2 separate regions of the Sus scrofa genome follow, and region 2 is linked to region 1. A link is a contact called in public Hi-C data. All regions are on one chromosome and are shown on one strand. Each heading gives the region's core, a stretch centred on a gene start, on an enhancer-like site or on the middle of the called end of the contact. The rest is flanking DNA. Distances are from core to core; before and after follow the strand shown.

Region 1 (2,753 bases), core at 179-2,678:
ACAGCAAAGAAGTGGGTCACATCACACATGAATAAAGATCTAAAATCTTGTTGGTTTGTCTCACTCATGTAATATCAACCAATGCTACTAACACATATTACACTTGATGACAATACATTTATGGAAAAATAGTGGCATGGAGGCAACTCACTTGATAATGATTTAAATTTTTTTTTCTGCACAGACTGGGATCAAACCCACACCCCAGGGCTCCCAGATTGCTGTAGTGGGAGCTCCTCATAACTGAATTTTAACCAGAGGTTGGCTCTGGATACAAGAGTTCAGCAAAAATATGCAAGTGCATTCTTAATATCTGAGGACATCTGAGCATCCGTTGGCTCCAGGCAATTTATGTAAGAAAGAGTACATTGTATATTTTACATTTTTGGGGGTAGGCAGTGTGCTGCACAAGTTTCACAGTAATAAAATTTGTGCTTAACAGGACATGTACGTTCTCCTCGCCGCCAGTTGTTAAACATGTATCTGACCTTTAGGCAAGGACTTGCTGATTTCCTTTATAACTTAACCACTTTTAGCTTTCCTCTTACCTAGGTGTGACCCATTTCCCTTAGTGTCTGGGGCAGCATCTGGCACACATTAGATATTTTGAAAATACCCAAGTGAGAAAACCTCTAAGAAACATCAATTGTACAGAGCAACCACAAGTGGTAATGCAACTGAGTCTTCAGGGTCAAAAGGCAAACAAAGGAGGTTTGTTTGCTTTTTCACGTCCGTAAGCCCCCTCAATCCTGTTTATACTTAACGGTATAAATTCAAAGGACAAAAAAAAAGGGGGGCGGGGGGGGGGGGACAACAATACTAATCGCTTCCATAGACTGAGCGCTTAGCACGGGGCCAGTAGTGTTTTTCATGTGGAATCCCAAAAAGAATACCCACAGCGTAGGCGATATAGTACAAAACCGGAAACAACACACTTCCTGGATACTTTAATAACTCACTAATGCACCTTCCGTTCACTGATTTTCTAAATACGCACTGCGCATTTTACCGCGCGCCCGCAGGAGGCCGCGCCAGCCCTTCGGGGGGACCTAACCCCGGGCTGGGAGGGGGCAGCCGGCCCGCAGCCCGGGCAGAGGCCCTCCACGGGCATAGGCCCTCCACGGGCATCACCGCCCGGCCCCGCACTGCACGACCGGCTTCCGGACCCACGGGCGCGGGGCGGGGTCCCAGGGCCCCCGCCGGCCGCTCAGTGCGCCCCCGCCGGGTCGCCCCACCCTCCGGGGAAGCCCGGGGCGAGCCGACCAGGCTCAGCCGTCACGAGGACGCCCCCGACCCACGCCCGGCTGCGGCGCAGACCGGAAGGCGAGTGGTGACGCGTCGTGCGCAGGCGCCACTGCAGCGCGGCGCCGCCGGCCGCCGCTGGGGGGCGGTGAGGCGCGCCGGCGCCGTGGGGGAGGGGAGGCCGCCGCGCGGGGACCGGACCACGTGCGCACCACGTGGCGCCCCCGGCAGCCCCGGGCCGCGGTAGGGCTGCCGGACCGACCACGCCGCGCAGCCGGCAGCCCGCGAAGGCGAAGGGATGGGTCGCCCCGCCGATGCCCCCGTTGACCTCTGACCCTTAACCCCACACCTTTAGGGTTACCCTTGGTCGGTGGCCGGGCGGTGTGTTTATAAACATAACTCCCGGCGGGGCCGAAACCCCGGATCGCGGATTCACACCCCGGGGAGCGGAGCCTTCCGCGCCCTGCGTCTTATGCGCATGCGCCCTCCGGCTCCTCCCGCGCTTGCGCACCGGCGGGCGGGGGCGGGCCGTGGCGCCCGGCGGGCGGGGCTGTTCGACCGGGAAGGGGGCGGGCGGCGGCCCCGCCCGGGCTTTCCCCCGCCCTTCCCGGCTGTGTGACCTGGGCGGGCCTCCTGGCCGCTCTGAGCCGGGTCTCCGCCTGCACGGTGGGGCGCAGAGGGGTGGCTGCCCTTGCCTGGCTGTGTCGTGTCTCTGGCCGTGTGGCCGCCCCACGCCCACCCCGTGTGTCCATCTGACTCGAGAGAGAGCCTTTCAGCGCTGCCAGGGACCCGTGCTGGGGAATGTGTAAATGCAGTATTTACACACTGTGGAATGCCAGTCAGCTTTAAAAAGCAGTGGAGGAAATTTTGTGACATGTGTGTTTTAATCGCAATGAAGTATGTGACGGAAGACACAGTTCAAGTGAAATAATCCAGACACAGAATGACACGGTGAATCATCGCAGTCACTGGAGGTCCCTAGACCAGGCAGCTTCACAGAGACGCAGTGGAAAGGTGGTCGTCCGGGGCGGGGATGGGAGTGTCGATGGGGACAGCGTCTCAGGCTGGGAAGATGAAAAAGTTCTGGAGATGGACGGAGGTGGTGGCTGCACAGCAGTGGGAATGTACCTAATGCTGCTGAATTGTCCTTAAAAATGGTTAAAGTAGTAAACTGTGTTTGTATTTTACCACAATCCACCCCTTCTGCCCATCAGATCATGTTGTGCCTGAAAATATCCTTCCCATTAAAAAAAACAAATGGGGGGGCACCCAGGTGCATGTGGAAATTTCCAGGCCAGGGATCGAACCCGCACCTCGGCAGGGACCTGAGCCACAGGTCCTTAACCTACTGAGTCACCAGGGAACTCCTATCCTTCCCATGTTTTAAGAGGCCCGGACCCCTCTCACCCTGCCTGTGTCACCTGGAATCCCTCCAGCCCCGAGCAGGTGCTTTTCTTACCTGGAACACACCTTGCTCATCGCTTTGCCTTGCTGTTCTCTCTGACTGAAAA
Region 2 (3,162 bases), core at 601-3,100, 75 kb before region 1:
TTCTGTCCTACGGTAGCGCCGCCCGGGACTTTTTCTTCTCCAAAACATTTGGATTCTGCAGAACGTGTCGTACCTCCACCGTCTGGGGGAAAAGGGGAGCTTCTCAGGGCTCTCGTGACAACGTCTGTGCTCCCTTGGGGTAAACTCCATGCTGGAAATCCGGGCTGCTGCCCGGACAGGTTAGCTAGTCTCTGGAAAGCACTGACCAGTGAGTGCCATCAGCAAACCGCCTGAACCAAGATGTACCAAGCTCTTCTCCCTCCGAGTGGGCACATCTGGGCTGCCCGCCCCAGGCCTCCCTCAGCTCCTCTGCCAGGCCCCTCCTGCTCCCTCAACCCCAGAGCCAAAGCCCGGAAGGAAGCGCTCCGGGCGGCAGGTCACGGGCTGGGTGTGGTCCGGAAGGGTCAGCCAAGAACATGGCACAGCGACCTTCAGAGCCGCTCCCCCCTCCCCCACAGATGTGTCTGAGAGCCGGGAACCCATCCAGTGGAGACAAGAACTAAAGGACAAGTCCATTCAACTTCCTCTCAACATGTTTTTTCGGCCGTGTGGGTGGCAGTTCTGGGGCCAGGGATCCAACCTGAAGAGCCACAGCAGTGACCCAAGTCACTGCAGTGACAACGCCGGATCCTTAACCCGCTGCACTACAAGAGAACATTTTAAAGCCGCAAACCACCCCGGCACAGGTTTAGGCAGAAGGAAAAAATGCAAGAACAGGGAGGGCCCTGCCTTTATGTGTCACATGAAGCAACTTTGATTTCTTTCCAGTTTTTTTGGGGGGTGGGGTGGGGAGGGATCACGTGGGTGTGCAGAGGGGGTGTGTGTGTGTGTGTGCAAGGTCCACAGGTGCGGGTATGGAATGGGGGGGCTCCTAGACCTGCAGGCAGGGATCCCACTCTGCAGGACGGCAGCCCGAGAGGCCTGCTCCTCTCCAGGGCACCACAGAGCCCAGAAACGCGGCAGCAGACACATCCCTCTCAAGGAAGGACCCGCGGTTTGCCAGAAACACAAAAGTACGTGGACCTCCAAACTCAAAAAGCACCGAACACAGCGAGACAATGGGAAGTGAGCTCGGACTGAACTCCCGGAGGTGGCGAAGCAGACCCGCCCAAGAGGGTGATGAAAAGGGATTTGGGTTCCGGAGTCCTGTGCTTAATTTTTATTTTATACAACGTTCCTCCCGCTAACCTTTGCCAACTGTCACAACGTGAAATCCTTCTGGTTCTGACTTCTATTCCGAAAAAAAAATCAAGAAATGCCTTCCTCAGGAAAGCGCTTCTAAAACCTTTCGCTTTCTGTGCTGCCCCTTTTCTCTGGCTGAATTTCTCCAGTTTTCTTAAAACTGTGTCTCTACGGACTGGGCTCTAGTTTTGCAAAACTCAGAACACGGTTAACCAATTTTTACTCTCCTAAAGACACCAACCACTTCTTTGCAAAATGGGGCGGGGGGGGGGGGAGGTCAGCAAAATGCTGCTTAAGGTAGCAGAACTTCTCAAAGAGCGTTCATTCATGTTCTGGGCGGAGGCCTTCAGCGCAGGAAAAAAACCCGCCCACGCCCACGGGCTGCCCGGCAACGCGGAGAAGCCGGAGAAGCCGCGAGGCAGCGCGGCGGGCGGGGGAGGGGCGGCGGCGCGGGTTCCCACGGCCGCGCCCCGAACCTCGGGGAAAAGGGGCGCAGCGCGAGGTGCCGGGGAAAACCCGCTCCGAGGGCTGCAGAGGCGCCACGTTAGGGGCGGCAGGGAGCTGCAGCCCTGCCCCTGCGACAGCGCAGCTGGCCGGCCAGGGCCTCCGCCCCGCGGCCGCTTCCTTGGGGACCCGCTCCTGCAGCCCCCGCGCCGGAAGCACTGGGAGCACGGGGCGCGCGGGGCGGGCCGCCCAGAGGAAGGCTGTTGGTAAACACGCCGGCCCCACCCCGCAAGAGCAGCACAGGAAAAGGATCTTGGCCAGCTCAACCTCAGGGCCTCTGAGGTTTGGAGTCGCTCAATCGAATTCCGCTGCGCTAAGACAAACGGATGTAAACAGAAATCCTTTTCTGTGACACTTAATTCAAGGCCAAAAAGTGAAAGAGCCAGTCTCCAAGTGACTACTTTCCCCCAAAACAAGTTCCAGCAGACGAAAGCCAGAGGAGAGCGCCTCCCCGGGCAGCCTCCGGGGAAGGCCAGGGTGGGGACGCACCCCCAGCCCCCACTCCAGCCCCAAGAGCAAGTTAAATATAAACCCGGCGCCTGCCTGGGCCCCGCTGCGGCTTCTCGAACAGCGCCGCCAACCCCAGCTCACTGGGCTCCTTTACAACCGCCGCCTCCCTCCGACCCGAGCAAGTGCAGCGCCGGGAGCTCCGCCGGAATAGCTGAGCCCGCTGGCCAGGGTCTTTATTTAAGATGCCCCTGGGAAACACACTTACTTTATGGCAACCCCCAGGTACAAAGCAAAACATTCTTTTTCCTTAAAAAGCGTCCGTGGGACTGGATTATAAAGGGCGGATGAACAATCCCACGCCTGCCTAAGGCTGACCGCCTGCTCTGGTTTCCCCAGAGGGACAGGCAAGGGCCTCCGAGGCCCACCCCGCCCAGCACAGGACACGCCTGTCGTGAGCTCTGGGCTCCCAGCGGCCCTGAGGCATGCCTGGCCCGCGTTCCTTCCCGGTGCTGCGGGACAAAGGGTCAGTGCCTAACAGCTTTCATCAGCCTCGCCGAGATGTGACCCACAGGTTGCACGGGGCCCCCGCGGAGAGTGTTCAAGGCAGGGCTCTCCCGCGCCGGCGGACCTGGCTGCCACCGCCTCGCTCCAGACACTTGCCCTCGCCCCAGAAAGAAAGCCCACCCCAGCCAGGAGTCACCCCCTTGACCCCCAGCCCCTGGCAACCCCTCGCCTCCTTTCCTCCTCTACACATTTGCCTCTTCTGGACATTTCACACCGACAGGATCGTGCAACCTGTGCTCTCTGGGGAGGGGTTTCTTTTGCTCTGCGCGGGGTCACCCCCCAGGGCTCACCTGGGCTGGACCATGCGTCGGCACCCCAGCCGCTCTGTGCAGGAATAACGCTCCCCTGGGTGGCCCTAACACCGCCTCTCCACTCAGCAGCGGATGGACATGGGACTTGTCCCCAGGGCCGGGAATGCTCTCGCACTGCCAGGATCGCTCAGGGACGAGTTTCCACGGACCC

The links. A called contact is a pair of places that touch in the nucleus more often than the background predicts.
Region 2: a contact with region 1 is called in a Hi-C map of liver, with 6 times the contacts expected there. The contact joins two enhancer-like sites. A contact is called at or near these places in 20 of 47 Hi-C or Micro-C datasets (alveolar macrophages, blood, embryonic fibroblasts and 8 more) and 2 of 2 datasets of contacts at active chromatin or transcription factors (alveolar macrophages and skeletal muscle).

The regions. Positions count from the first base shown.
Region 1 is chr3:3,526,571-3,529,323 of Sscrofa11.1, reverse strand. No RefSeq gene overlaps it. Among named protein-coding and RNA genes, the nearest start is that of FOXK1, 28 kb to the left of the region's middle. Within about 2 kb of position 1,428, at least 70 of the 83 cell types and tissues checked have an H3K27ac peak or open chromatin away from gene starts, as enhancers often do. A contact at or near this core is called in alveolar macrophages, fetal liver, liver and 3 more, where this site is marked.
Region 2 is chr3:3,601,274-3,604,435 of Sscrofa11.1, reverse strand. All of the region lies in intron 2 of FOXK1 (forkhead box protein K1), which reads right to left. Among named protein-coding and RNA genes, the nearest start is that of AP5Z1, 20 kb to the left of the region's middle. Within about 2 kb of position 1,850, at least 56 of the 83 cell types and tissues checked have an H3K27ac peak or open chromatin away from gene starts, as enhancers often do. A contact at or near this core is called in alveolar macrophages, fetal liver, liver and 3 more, where this site is marked.